3 separate regions of the Mus musculus genome follow, and all the other regions are linked to region 1. The links are chromatin contacts, called in public HiChIP or PLAC-seq and capture Hi-C maps. All regions are on one chromosome and are shown on one strand. The core of a region is the stretch at or near the end of the contact, and the rest is flanking DNA. Distances in the headings are between cores, read along the strand shown. Region 1 overlaps Akap6 (A kinase (PRKA) anchor protein 6). Region 2 has its middle 38 kb from the start of Gm35895. Region 3 overlaps Npas3 (neuronal PAS domain protein 3).

Region 1 (4,864 bases), core at 938-3,437:
CTTACTCCTGTTTCATGGTATATGAATATACTCAAGCACACATGCAATCCTGTGAACACAGTCCCTTTTTATCGTGTGATAAAATAGAAATCCACACTTGACCCATCTTCCTGATAGCTTCTGTTGACCTTTCAATATTCACTTCATTTTCTAAGGCCCTCCCAACTAAAGGACATTTTGTTTTTGAGACAGAGCCTCATGTAGCCCAAGGGTATGGACTTAATCTCACTGTGTAGCCTAGGATGACCTTGAACTTTTGACCTCTTGCCTCTATTCTGTCAAGGTTGGGATTACTATGCCCAGTTAGTTGGAGCTTCATGCACACTAGACACTCTATTAACAGAGCAACTACTACACAGTCCCCACTTAAACTAGATTTTTAAGGTCAGCATTTCATTCAATATTATATCCCACACCAAAATATCAGCATCTAGCAGAGTTCGTTTTTTCATTCCCAAAGACATGGGACTGCGGGCTAAGAGGGAAGGAATATGGGCACTTGGGAATGGAGTAGTAGAGCAGGAGCACTCCTAGTGCTCCAAGATGACATGTCTTGCATATCACAACCTACAAACTCTCTTCCTTGTACAGTTAGACAAATGGAACCAGGGTAGCAAGTTCATGACTGACAGCTCTGAGATTCAGACAGGTTCCCAGGGCTGACCACCTATTCTAAACAAATTCTCCAACTTCTTTTGAAATAACTAAAATACTGCCCCTCCCATAGATTTGGTTCCTACCTTACAGTTCATAGAATCATAATAAAGACAAGTGTTTATATTGAACGGAATATATGTCTAATGCAACACTTTCTATTAAGGTTATAGACAATCCCTTCCTGATATAATTACATGGAGCATTAAACCTAATTCTTATCATTTGCAGATCACTATTCCTTTGTCAATGAGAATACTTGATTTTCGTATTTAAGCTTTGGCACTTTACTAATTTTTAACAAAATAGCAAGCCCAAACTCATAGCAGTCTATAAAGTTTAATCACACATCATATAATTTTCTAGCTCTAAATTATTTAGACTAATTTTCATTAGTCAAAATAGAATGAATATAAGCTGTAAAGATATAAGTAGTTTAAAACTAGATGATGCTAAAAAAATTGGTAGATGATATTTCCATTTATCTAAAATTCATGCCGGGCGTGGTGGCACACTCCTTTAATCCCAGCACTTGGGAAGCAGAGGCAGGCGAATTTCTGAGTTCGAGGACAGCCTGGTCTACAGAGTGAGTTCCAGGACAGCCCAGGCTACACAGAGAAACCCTGTCTCAAAATAAATAAATAAATAAATAAATAAATAAATAAATAAATAATAAAATTCATATGCTTCATTTAGTATTGGGACACAAAGAAGTCAGTGCCCTTTCTTGTAAGGACTTTTATAGAAATCGGAAGGAAATTTACAAACACTGGGCACGGAGCCAAAGCTCTCAGATTAACATAGAAGCAGATAATGCATTTCTATTTAATTAAGTAAAAGTTTTCAAAAAGTTAAAGATTAAATTTTGTTTTATTTTGTTTTGTTTTGTTCCTTTTACAATTAAATCAAACTTTTATTAGCAAACTCTCCTGGTTATCCTGATTGCAATTAACGCCACCTCTCTAACGGGTCAGCTCATTTAGGTGCAATCTGGGATCATTTGGATTTAACATGATGGTTATTACTTATTACCCTGAAACCAAGCAGCACAATGAGATATTGATTACTTTTAACCTTTACATCCAAGGATTCGAGAAAGGTCGGAGGAGGGGAGCATTCGACTCTCAGCTGGCAAGCAGCCTTTAGGAGAATTCAAATGATTCCCTTTGGCTAAGTAGACCCAAGATGAGTCCATTCTGAGCTGACAAGAAATAATGGTTCTTTAAAAAGTAACAGTCAGCCTATATTTGGCATTACATTTATATATTACGTTTATATAGTCTATGGCCTCAGAGGTGCTTCACGTGAGAGGCAGACTAAGGCTGTTAACCCTTAGTAAGTCTTTTTCCAGGAAGCATCTCTATTGGAAAGAGATATTCAAGAGGGCGATTAAAGTGTGTGATTTCCTGTAGCAGTTCTCACTGGAATACACTCATCTCCTCAAACTAAAATCTCTTGGTAGGTTCCCAAGGCTGAACACAACCGTTGGCCAGTGATGTTGGACACTGAGGTCTCTTTAGTTTCCTTTTTCCATGGCAGCACTGAGAAATACTTTTCACCCCTGAGCCACTGAAAAGCAGAGGTCTAGGCGGGCCCCAGCAGAACCACAGACAAGAGAAATATAAACTCTATGTGTGAGATTAATTTGCTCGACGCTTGGCAGCATTATTGCCAAGTCGTCAAATTGTTCCAAGTTGTTCCGGAAGGTTGTTATTAATAGTATGTTTTCTGAGGAAAGTTCTGTCTACTTTTGGAACGGCATTTCTGTTGCCAGGGAAACTCCTTTAAGCAGAGTTTTCTAGGAGCACACTGCTGCTTTTGTTTGCCCGTGTCTATTCATATCATCGAGGCGGCACTTTACACGCTCCCGCCTCCAGCCCCGGAATGGCGGAGCTTTAGCCCAGTTAAGTTGCTTTTGCAAACAGAGCTAATGCCTGCTAGGATTTCCTCTTCTTTTTCCCCCACTCCTCTCTCTTCCTCACATGCAATCACTCCCTCTCTCCTGCCTGCTCCTTTTCCCTCTAACGTGCCCAGATCTCACCATTCAAGATTAAAATAAATAATAATAAGATAGTTTTCACAAGTTTTTGATAAATTTACTTTGTTTTGAATAGTAACCCCATAGGTTCTAGCGTTAGAGCATCAGGCCTTCAAGTGTTAATTATCTTTTTCACTATAAAATTAATGTAGTCATTTCCTCCTGACTCCTCCACCCCATTTATTGAAGTGCGGAGGAAAACCTGTCAGAGCCTCCAGCCAGCCCTGCTGTTGTGATTAAACGTGGTCACATGGCCCATCTCTGCCAAAAGGAGGGCCCTGAGAAAAGGTGACAAAGACAGTGATTTCCTGTCAGCAAAGAGTAAGACAGGGCTGTCTAGAAGTGATGCAAATGAGGGAAACTTTCCCCCCACAGCTTGTTTGATCCACTCTAGGCCAGAGCCGGCCAGCCAGAGAGAGAACAGCGCCACAATGCCACAGGGCCAGCCCCAGAGCCAGCGCACCTTCCGGACAGCAGCACCACAGGAGACTCTTGGAGACTCTTGGCAGGGCTTCCCTTCCTCGACCTCTGTACAGAGCCAACTGTTTCCTAGCATCCTAGTCTCTAAAATCTTTCTTCTTTCCCTCCCCTTTAAAAAAAAAAGGTGAATCAAATAGAACTTACAAGCTCCAGCAGGAACTATTTTTCATAGGTTGTTTGGGAACATCCCATCGGCCTTTCCCCTAAACATTCCATGAAGAGTTTTGCCCTCTCTCAAATTAAAAAGAGAAAAATATAAATCTGAGTATCCATATCAAACAGTGATTCATCAATGCCCAAATTAATGTGACAGTTAATCTAAGGGCTTTTTGAACTTTAATAAAAATGAAGCAAGTTCATTTCTAGATAGCAGTGGAGATGGGTGGATTTTATTCAGTTCTGGTCACTTTAAAAATGACCAGATAATGTTATTTGAAATATTATAATGATTTTAAGCATACTTTTCTTTTCTTAATGGAGTTTTAAATGTAACATACAATTAGGCTATCCAATTAATCAACTAAGAATGAGGTAAAAAAAAATTGTCAAGAAGTGTGTGTGTATGTGTGTGTGTGTGTGTGTGTGTGTGTGTGTGGTGTCATTTTCCCTAACTGTTTGAATGATTGCTAATTTGTTTCATTTGGTACAATCAATATTGAAATGTAAAATTTGGTACTGAAATCCAAATATAATGCCCAATTATCAGAATTCAAATTTCAATTCACATTTCTAGTCTATAAACCAACATATAAAAATAATATATATTCAGTAGATATTCTTTAATTCTAAGCCCAATCAACACAGCCTGAACCATGAGGCAGATATACAATCCAGTTGTAGGAACTCGAGTTTAGCCATGAGAGGATCAAGGAACATCTGAAATTATTTACAACAGCTCCATCCAAAGCAAAATGAAAGGAATCTATTCCAGGGGGTTGATATTCGTGAGTTTATAAAATATAGGCATAGCGTGATTAATCTGTTTTCTATGATCAGTTCATAGCAATGACAACATCACTTTGGCATCAGCTGTCGTAAGATAACAAGCCAAGTATGTCCCATTTATCTTCTTTTACTCTGTATTTCTTATTCCTTGGAATATATAATCGTACTTCACACACATTTAAAGTTGCAAAGCTTTTTACACACCTACCCGACTTTTCTACATGGTGTTTTCCTGAGCTCCTCCAAGTGCACCCTTCCCCGTCATTGCTTCTAAGCCTCACTCTCTCCTTGCCAGGTCGTTTTTACTTAGCATTTCAACCATGTTTATTTGTCTAGTACTTTAATTCACCCCTGTTGCCTCTGTTTGCTTGGTTAACTTTCATCAACAGGAGTCTCTTGGCGAGGTCTGTGCTCCAAGTCTCTAACATTTACTTAGCGACTAAGTCATTGAACTGTAAATTAGTTCAGATGTTACAAATACTGTATTTGCCATTTTACTTGTACAAAAGAACTACTTAATAAATATTCGTAGACATGATATATATATATATATATATATATATATATATATATATATCCAATGGCCTTAGCTTCTTCAAAGGCACTATTATGGCTTTTTCATACAAAACGCATACTGTATAAGTGAACATATTTCCTTTTTTGCTTTTGCTACCAGGAAACTCAAACTTCTATTTTTTTAGCTGAGAGGGATGCTACAGGCTATGCAGCTCTTGTCAGCCATACTTA
Region 2 (4,864 bases), core at 1,039-3,538, 1.3 Mb before region 1:
TAGATGATATCATGTGACATATGTCATTTTGCATCTTGCTGTTTTATTCAATGTCTTTTGGAAACATATCCACATATATACAGGTTAGTTCTTGTGAAGAGCTGTAATGGTATGTTACTGTATGAATATCCCATGTACAACTTAGGCATAAGTGCACTTGAATGTCTGTTACTTTGCTATTATGAGCAGTACTAACTCAGCCACCTGGATCCTCAGGATTCCCACCCTGCATAGCCCATATTCACGTGTGATTGAGCCTTCTGGAGTTGTGTACAATAGCCTGCTCTGCTGTGTCTGATGGCTTTGGCCTTCATCGCCTGTATTCATGCCTGTAGCAGTATTTACTGAGTGTCTACTAAGCATAGTACTTAGCTCTGGTGCTTTCCTTAGTACTTACTGAGTGTCTACTAAGCATAGTACTTAGCTCTGGTGCTTTTCTTGAGTACTTACTGAGTGTTACTTACTGAGTGTCTACTAAGCATAGTACTTAGCTCTGGTGCTTTCCTTGAGTACTTACTGAGTGTCTACTAAGCACAGTACTTAGCTCTGGTGCTTTCCTTGAGTACTTACTGAGTGTCTACTAAGCACAGTACTTAGCTCTGGTGCTTTCCTTGTATTAATGCAGAGACTTGGGTCTCTGAAAAGTCCTGGAACATGAGCACTGACTTCACCATTCTTGTTTTTTGAAGGAGGGAGACAGAGATGCTGCTCATGGCTTGGCTAAGGTCACATAGCCTGCAAGTTGTAGAATCTGAACAGTCCAGCCACTGGGTGCTGGGCCTCCTTTATCTTTAGCTCTACGTGGTTAGTGGCTTCACCCAGCCACCGACCCTGAAGCTGGGACCTTGGGATAGTACTTATTTTTGCACTACCTGAGCCCAGACAGTAGCTTTCATTCTGGGGTCCATATTGCTCTGTTAAACCACTTTGCTTTTTATTCTCTCTCCCTTTTCTCTCTTCCCTTCTCCATATATTTCTTTCCCTTCAAAAGCACCCTTCTGTCTCTGAGACCTCTGCTTGCTTCTCTCACGGGTTTTGAAAAAGTAACATTTCGGCTGGTGAGATGGTTCAGCTGCTGAAGGTGCTGACTGCCAAGCAGAAGATCTGAGTTCAATACCAGGAATGCACAGAGTGGAAGGAGACAATAATATCCACAATTGTCCTCTGACCTCCACAAGAGAGCTGAGCCATGTGAGCTGTGTGTGTGTGTGTGTGTGTGTGTGTGTGTGTGTGTGTGTGTGTGAAAAGAAAAAAGTGACATTAGCCCAGGTGTGGTGGTGCACACCTTTAATCCTAGGAGTCAGGCAGGTGGATTTTTATGAATTTGAGGCCAGCCTGGTCTGCATAGTGAGTTCCAGGACAGCCAGGGCTATGCAGAGATGCCCTATCTTAAGCCCAAACAAAGTAATCAAAAAACTAACAAAACAAAACAAGAGAAAGGAAGAAAGAAAGAAAGAAAGAAAGAAAGAAAGAAAGAAAGAAAGAAAGAAAGAAAGAAAGAAAGAAGGAAAGAAAGGAAGGAAGAAAGAAAGAAAGAAAGAAAGAAAGAAAGAAAGAAAGAAAGAAAAGGGAGTGAAATTTGCATATCACAAATGCAGGAAGAAAGAAAGCCTTTTTATAATGTGCCCTAATTTGGGGGGGGGGGGGAGTACTTGGAAGAGTTAAAGGAGGCTTGCCATTCTTTTGTTCCCTCCGGAGACTCAGACTTTCAACCCTGTAGGTCCAGAACTTAACTGGAGTTCCTGCAGCATTCACACATTCAGCGAAGAGTGCTTCTAATTCTGTCTTTCAGCCGTCAGGCACGTAGGCAATTTCCTTTTATAAAGTTGGTGGTTAGAACTAAACAGGTGCAAGTTACAGGAAATGCAAACTATTCCCCACACCAAGAGAGATGCAGTTGATAAGGGACTCCCCGCCCCCACCCCCTTCAAAAGTTCCCTCCATCAGCTCCCAGTCTCCCAGGGTCTTGACTCCTACAGCACCCCTCCCTCCCTCGCATCCCTGTCAGTGAGCCAGCCAGCCAGCCAGCCAGCCAGTCTGCAAGCCTGAGTGCTCTCTCTACAAAGAAACATCAGGACTAGGAGAAGGTCAAGATCATGCAAAGGAAGGACCACCCTCAGGCTCCTCTCGGCCCTTACCCTCCTGCCCCTCTTTCTGTGAAAACGAGCCTACCTAGCATCTTGGGGCTGGGGACCCCTCTGAGCGTGTGGAACCCGCAGGCGGGCTAAGCGGGGGCGGTCCCCTGCCGGGAGGTGGGCAGGGTTCACCGAGCAGATGGTGCTGACTCACGCTCTCGCTACGTGAGCCTTGGTGGCAGGCAGGGCCAGGTTGGGCCGGGCGGGACCGGGACTGAGTCCTGCCTGGTGCCTGGCTACCTGCCCGCGGCTCACCCCGAGGGACTTCGCCCTGGCCCCAGTGCAGCCCCACCCTGATGGCCCTGAGGATGGCTTTACAGTGGGAGCTGATCTTTGGTCCCAGGTGCAGCTAGACAGGAGAAATCCGGGTTTCTGTACATGCCCTTCCCTCGAGCCTCTTCTTGACCTCCTGGGAGTCCACAGAAGCCCCGGAGCTGGCCCCTGGCTTCTTTCTTTTATGGCCTCTTATCTAAGTGAAGACGTTTCAGAATTACTCTAGGTTTTTTGTTGCTTTCAAAAATCTCTTGGTCTCTAAGCAACCCAGTGTGATGTAGAAAGGACAGGCTCCCTTTATCCATTGACAGCGAGGAGCTCAAGACCCGCCTTTGTTCAATGTTTTATCAGTTGACCACAAAGAGAACTTTTAGCACCGCACAGAGGAGCACTTGGCATTAACGTAACCTTCTTTGGTGACAGGTCCCAGTCTCATGTTTCAGTGGAAAGTCAGGTGACAGAGAAAAGGGGATCCAAGTGTATTGGTATACGCCCCAGACTGAAAAATCAGAAGTCAAGGTCATTCTTAGCTACCTAGCCAGTTCAAGGCCAGCACAGGCCAGCACAGGCTGGCTACCTGGTCTCCACAAGCCTTCACACTCCGCCAAAATCAAGTGGGGATTCTAATGAATGTGTCAAATTACCCCCACTTTTTCTTTAGTGCTGCCCTTTCTGGCACAGTTAAAGGGAGAGTAGTGCTTGCAGGGGACTAGGCAGGTCTTTGGGTGTGGTGGTGGGGATACTGACTTTCAGCTTCAAGTGCAGCGGGTGGTCCCTGGGCTTGTAACACCAACAGGATAGCCTAGGGGTCCTGAGCGGCCCCTATGGATACCTGACTTATTTCAGGGCTGCAGTAAGGCGCTAGCTGCAAATGGCATTTCTGTAGCTGCAATGGTCGTGGCAATGAAACAGGATATTCTTTTCTTTGTTGAAGATAACTGGATGGGGAAAATGTCAGTCATTGACTACTTCAGAAAAGCCTGCTTTGCTCTTGTTTGTTTGTCTTGGGAAACCAGTAGAAACAAGCAAAACTGAAATGAACTTTGGGTTGTGGGGGTGGCAGCAGGTGGCATCTCCTGTCTTTAATCCTAGCACTCAGGAGGCAGAAGCAAGCAGTTACAAAACCAAGAGTTCAAGGGCAGCCTGAACTACATTTGAATTCCAGGGCTACACAGAGAAACCTTGTCTCAACAAAACAAAACAAAACAAACAAAAACCCAGGACCAACAACAACAAAAACAAAACCCCAAACAAAACTAAACAAACAAGGAAAGAAAAGCACAAACGAAGGGGGTGGATTCCACTTTAGGCAGAGCTCCGGGTTACAGAACTGCCTTTCAGTTTTGCTTATTATGTAGGCTGGGCTTTGTTCTGGTTTGTTTTACTGTTTTGGGAAAGGGGATTCCCCAAGGCTTCCTAGAGGAAAAGATTAATACATATCTCATAAAAGAATAAAGCTAAATACCCAGAATAGGAAGACAAGAGTCCTTAAATTCCACAGGAACACACAACATGTTATTTCTGGTATATTCTATATTTAATAAGTTAATTTTGTAATTGAGAATACTACGTAACACTCACATTGACAAACCCTTCACTTTGTCATGTTTGCAGTAGTTCTGCTATCATTGTATGCTATGTTGTTTCTACTTTTTGTCTAAGTAATATTCTCTCAAGTGTCTTTATATGTAAATAGTTGGTCACTTGGTTAATGATTTGCATAGTTGAAATTTTCAGATCAAACGACATAAATGGTTTTGTAACAAGAGCACACTGTTAGGCATAGTCTCCATATCCTTAGGGACTGCAGCATGCTGTCTTCTACCTCTGACACCCAGCACCCAGCACCCAGTAATCAGCACTCAGAACCCAACACCTGCTTTATATGTTGCTGAATGGGAAGGATGGGTTTGTTTTTTCCCTTAGGGCATAAGTTCACTCAGAGATGTTAAAGGTAAAGATGGCATTTCATCATAACTGGTCCTAAGAAGCCGAATTGATGAAAGATCATGAATTATAAGGATCTCCATATGACTGTTTTGAAGATATTTTATTGACCAATGGTCATCGGATTTATTAGATGCTAGTTTACAATGCTTAATTAGAATAACCACCAGGCACTTCCCCCAACAGCGAAGGGCAGCTCTCAAAGGACTGGAGACTGTGTGCCCAGGTACAGGGCCGTGGGGGTTTGGAGAGCAGAAAAGGGAATTTTTGTGGTGGGAGATTCCATATGCAGATCTGTTCTAAGTTGTAAATATCACGTATGTGGTGGGTCTTCTTGTCAGGCGTCTCCTGCATCCTAGGGTTCTGAAGATGCTACCAGCATGCAATGTTCCTGCCAGGAGTTTCTCAGCCCACCTGAAGTTTGTTAGCCTTTTATAACTAACCCATGCTCCTTCTCCCTGGAATTAGACAGAGAGAGTGCAGTCTGAAGGGAAAGAAAAACAAAGCAT
Region 3 (4,864 bases), core at 748-3,247, 1.0 Mb before region 1:
CTCACTTTCTCTCACTGGATGACAGTTGTTTCAGATATAGGCAAGAGACATGAAGGGGCAAGTCACCACTGAGTCCCATGAAGTCAGAGACAGGCCGACAAATGACACTGCCCAGGCTACTTCCCTAGAAGGGTACTTACAGTCCAGGTGACTGTGCCTGATGCCTTCTACATCTTCGGCATGGATGAAGTGGTAGCATCTTTTCCCTACGATGTCTACAGGGGTCAGATCCATGTAATCACTAATCCTACAAAGAGAACAACAGAGACTGGAACTCAGAGAGGAGGAGACTAGAGAGGGTGTGAAATACTGCATGAAGCTGATCTCGAAACATCTCCCTCGTGCCAAGTACCTGCGAGGATACAGCACTTTGAGCAAGTGCTGTCAGGAGAGAAGGTTATTTCTGTGGTGTATAACAACATTTTTATTAAATTTTGGATATGTTGCTAGATCAAGCAATTGTATTTAAGTAATTAGGTAGGTTTTTTCCTTGGCATCCGAATGCACATTTGGACAACGTAATTCCATGAAATTATTGAGGGACTGTAACAATGCAAGATATTCATTACAGGACAAGATAATTCAAGGTTACATAATAAAATAAAAACATGTTACGTTTATACCAAGTGATTAGAGACACCTTTCATTTAAGCAGATTGGTCTTCTGTTGGGTATTTCCATGAAAAAGGGATTCAGCTGCTGCTTGGCACGAAGTCCAAATTGGCATTTCAAGGGATATAATTTAAATGCTGAGACATACAGATGCCTAGGGTATTATCGTTTTTAGTCTCAGTCATTTGGGAGCTCAGCTTTCACTCCTGGCTCTTTTAACTGGGACTTTGTGGTAGATTCTACACTGAAAGTTTAAAACCATTTCAGCAGCTCTTCTGGGCCTGTGCTTGACAGTATGTGTGTACCAGTGCCCATAGTTAATTAAATTGTCCAGCATCCTCAGGTAGGACACAGAAATCCAGACCCAAACTATAGAACATGTGGGGAAATCTGCCTTGTTTATATAGGCATGTATAAAATGCTAATTGCTTTCTACAGCAATCATTTTGGTTGGTTAAAAAAAAAAGATTTTGTTTAACTTATTTTACTGTCCCTTTAGAAATTACTTCTGACACAGGATCTATTCAGATGTGAAACACATATTTGGAAATGTTATCTTTAAAAGACATGGGATTAGTGTTGGAGAACTGTGTCTGATTCACAAGGCAGGGAGCTAATAAGGTCTGGTAACACAAAAACATCATGGAGTTAGCTGGGCGTGGTGACACATGCTTGTCACCCCAGCACCTGGGAGGCAGAGGTTCCAAGATAGCCACAGCCACATAGTGAGACACTGTCTCAGAAAACAAAAACAACAAAAACAAATAAACAAGCACTATAAATAAATGTAAGAGTATAATTAAAATATACTCCTCAATGGGGTAAGTGGATTTCTCAATGTTTAGTGATTGAAATAATCATTTTGACCAAACTAGAATTATTAGTGAGAGAAGATTTCTTAGGAAAATGAAAATGAATTCTTGGAGCATTTGTGGTACAAAACAGATTGGTGGTTCTGTTTACTAGCTTGTTTTCCCAAGTATACATAAACAGCCACTTTCTAAAAAAAAAAAAGTTAGATGTCATTAAAAGACCCTCTTTGGTGTCTGTGAAGTCTGCCAGCTCCTGAAAGCATTAGATGTTAGCGTTGCCCTGGGCCATCCTGCAGACTGCAGAAGAATCGCCAAGGAGCAAGCTTAGTTTCTAGTTAACAATTCCCTAATTAAATAAGAAACCACAGGAAAAAGCCTCGTTCTTTGGGGAAGGCGTTCTCTTTTATTTGAATGAACACCTTCAAAAAAGAAAAAAAAAATTCGGGATCAAGCCCTTTCAGAGAACCATACATAGCCTGCTGTGGGGAATTCGACCAGCTTCAGCAGTAAAGAATAGACCAGTAAGAGCTAGGAGTGGCAGGCCAGAAGAGTAGCTATCCTTCCTGTTTCTCAGCTCCCTCACCTGTAAATCACCTCAGGCTATGGTGAGGAGGGTCATGGGTGGAGTGACATTAGCACTGTCCCCAGCTTGGCGCATGGCAGCTTTTCTGTAACCCAAACATGCCATTGCCCTTAGTAAAGGACATTTCCAGATTGCTGTCTTCATTTGGGAGAGAATGATGCATTGTATCAGCGGATGGGGTATTTTGGGGGGTAGGGTGGGGGAAGAAAAAAGCTAAGAGCAGGTCACAGACAAGAATCTCAATTGCTAGAATGGGACATTGAAAGCTTGCTAAAAAAAAAAAAAATTAGTCACTTGATCACAACAAACAGTGGTGGCGCATGCCTTTAATCTGAGCACTTGGGAGGCAGAGGCAGGCAGATTTCTGAGTTTGAGGCTAGCCTGGTCTATAGAGTGAGTTCCAGGACAGCCAGGGCTACACAGAGAAACCCTGTCTCAAAAAAAAACACAAAAAACAAAAAACAAAACAAAACAACAACAACAAAAAAACAACAACAACAACCCAAGAAAAAAGAAAAGAAAAAAAAAAAAAAGAAAAGAAAATCTGTGGCATTGGATAGGACAACCATTGGAAATTTGGCATTGGTTTTTGGAAGGTGTGGTGATGGTGGAGCTGAGCCCAGCCTGAGGTGTGATCTATTCTGGAATTGCTCTCCTTTCTGTCCCTCCATTGGTTTCCTTCTCTGTCCTGCAGCCTACTTAGAGACTAAATGGCTTTGTAAATGCTAATTGTGTTCTTCCATTGTGTGTATATATGGAAAGTTCCTCAGGGAGGTTATTCTGACTGGTTTCTTGCCATTCACCATGGCCACTAAAGAAAAATCAAAGGCTGGGAGACGGCACAGGCTATTGCTAAGTCAGGGGCTGCGACTCTTTAATTCAAACTTGCCCAGGCTGACAGGAGCAGGAGCAAGCTCTTACCTATGGAGCAGGCTGACCTGAGACTGTAGGGTGATGACTAGATACACTTGGCCAAAGTCAGAGGCCACTCCTGCCCATCCTTCTGGCTGACTTGTCTTTCCTGGTCTCCTGTGTCCTCTCCAGAACACCACTGACACACCCAAGTGTATGGTCATGGTGATGAAGACTTTATAAATGTCAACAAAACTTGAGCAGATTTAGGCATAATTACTGCATAATAAAGACAGGTACATGATGCTGTCTGCACTCCTGAGCATCGGAGGTCAGATAAATTCTTTCTTCCCATTTAGTCCCTGGCTGGAAATAGGAGACCAATCCCAAAGCAATCTCAGCTTTAGTAGCAGTTCCCAGTAGACTGGGTGGACGCAGGCGCTTTTGGCCTTCCTCTTGGCTAGGATCTGCAGAGGTTAATTACCCAGGCCACTTGACCATTCTGCTCTCTGGTTTCCTGTGTGAAGGCGTTCACAGGGCTCAGGGGACATATATTGCCTTCAAACCTGACAACAATCTATGGCCAGAAAGCATCCTCCCTCAACTGTCTCAGTAATGCTCCTGGCAGCACCAGGAGATGGACAGTTTTGCAGCCCCTCCTCCCCTCACTCTGCATCCTGATTCCCTCTTCACATCAGTCAGATGGGCTGGTGACTTCCAGGTGAAAGGTCTGTAAGGTGCACCATCTTCGATCTCTGTCCCTTGCTTTGTGCTTAATGGAAAAAGTGAACTTTCAAACCATAGACTAAAATGTCCCTTTTGTAAAAGCTCAGTCTTGGAAACGAACTGCCAACCCATTTCTAGGATGAGTCACCTTTTTTTTTTTTTTTTTTTTTTAATTTATAAAAGAAAACTCCTCGGGATGACAAAGCTTTACTTAATAGTGTTGCAAATTCCTTTTGCAGCAGCGGATTTCCTCTGGGGGCCTCAGATTCTCATTTGTCCTGTGCTAAGTGTCTGCGAGGACACTGCCCAACAGGATGCCAGGCCCTTGAATTAGCGGGAAGCAGGTCACCCAGAGGCACAGGAGATGCCTTTCACTGCATCCTTTTGCCAATAATACCCCATCCCTGCTCTGTACTTGGGTCCTCAGCCAAAATGGGCTTTTTTTTTTTTTTTTTTTTTTTAATAGCGGATGGATGTCTGGGTATCCCAATTCATTCAATTGTTGTCCCAAATGTAAATCAGGGAAACAATGTACGTTTTAAATAAAAAGCATGTTTGGTGTCAGTCCAAGCAGCCATTAAAAACAAGATCAGGATTTATAATGAGCCTCACTGGGGAAGTAAAATCTTTCAGGCAGCCGAAACCAAACCTTCACCAGTGGGCAGTGCGCGCAGCGGGCAAATGAACATGAAAACAAAGTACCTATTTTCACAGTAAATGATATTGAGATCCATGTTTACTCGAGTGACGAACATATGGCAGTCAATTCTGACTTCATTGATCGTAGGGGGAGGCAAGGCGTGAGCCACAACCACCAGACCCATGATTTGGCTGGGGACGGTCCTCCCGTGGGACAGCGACACTCTGAGGCGAAGCCGGCCTGTTATGTGAATCACCTGGAAAAATAAAATCAAGTACAGGACACCAGTCAAATATACATCCCAGAACTAAAGATTATTTCTTCTGAGGGAATCTCACTGGGAACAATTGATATTAGGTTGTATCTTCTACAGTCCTAACGGCTGTCATCAAACCTTCGCCTACTCATGGAGAAGCACAGAGAACACATGCTATGACACTTTTTCAGGCAGTGTTATTATAGTGCTGTTTTTTTTTAAAGGACTCCCTCCTCTTACACATTTATAGAAAATTCATTATCAGATCCTATGAATAAGATGCTGAGCACTGAGCTAGCTGCAGCAGGAAATATTTGAATTATTAGCCTTGTTAGTAAAAGATGTCTTTCTCTCTCCGATTTTGTAGTGAGAGAGATTACATG

The links. HiChIP or PLAC-seq counts read pairs in DNA pulled down with a chosen protein or histone mark. Capture Hi-C pulls out chosen DNA fragments and counts their contacts.
Region 2: a contact with region 1 is called in a capture Hi-C map of embryonic stem cells, with 5 times the contacts expected there. The contact joins two enhancer-like sites. A contact is called at or near these places in 3 of 115 datasets of contacts at active chromatin or transcription factors (astrocytes and embryonic stem cells) and 1 of 9 other capture datasets (embryonic stem cells).
Region 3: an H3K27ac HiChIP or PLAC-seq map of embryonic stem cells shows a contact between it and region 1, with 9 times the contacts expected there. The contact joins two enhancer-like sites. A contact is called at or near these places in 1 of 39 promoter capture datasets (hippocampal neurons), 1 of 15 datasets of contacts at CTCF or cohesin (the NIH/3T3 cell line), 31 of 484 Hi-C or Micro-C datasets (the 3T3-L1 cell line, 3T3-L1-derived adipocytes, the HPC-7 cell line and 20 more), 4 of 115 datasets of contacts at active chromatin or transcription factors (embryonic basal ganglia, embryonic stem cells, fibro-adipogenic progenitors and 1 more) and 1 of 9 other capture datasets (embryonic stem cells).

The regions. Positions count from the first base shown.
Region 1 is chr12:53,031,139-53,036,002 of GRCm38.p6, reverse strand. All of the region lies in intron 9 of Akap6 (A kinase (PRKA) anchor protein 6), which reads right to left. Among named protein-coding and RNA genes, the nearest start is that of Npas3, 210 kb to the left of the region's middle. Within about 2 kb of position 2,187, at least 157 of the 459 cell types and tissues checked have an H3K27ac peak or open chromatin away from gene starts, as enhancers often do. A contact at or near this core is called in embryonic stem cells, where this site is marked.
Region 2 is chr12:54,310,710-54,315,573 of GRCm38.p6, reverse strand. No RefSeq gene overlaps it. Among named protein-coding and RNA genes, the nearest start is that of Gm35895, 38 kb to the left of the region's middle. Within about 2 kb of position 2,288, at least 196 of the 459 cell types and tissues checked have an H3K27ac peak or open chromatin away from gene starts, as enhancers often do. A contact at or near this core is called in embryonic stem cells, where this site is marked.
Region 3 is chr12:54,044,149-54,049,012 of GRCm38.p6, reverse strand. Npas3 (neuronal PAS domain protein 3) reads right to left here. Exons shown (of 12, transcript NM_001370962.1): 8 at 4,288-4,481; 9 at 141-247. Among named protein-coding and RNA genes, the nearest start is that of Gm35818, 95 kb to the left of the region's middle. Within about 2 kb of position 1,997, at least 2 of the 459 cell types and tissues checked have an H3K27ac peak or open chromatin away from gene starts, as enhancers often do. A contact at or near this core is called in embryonic stem cells, where this site is marked.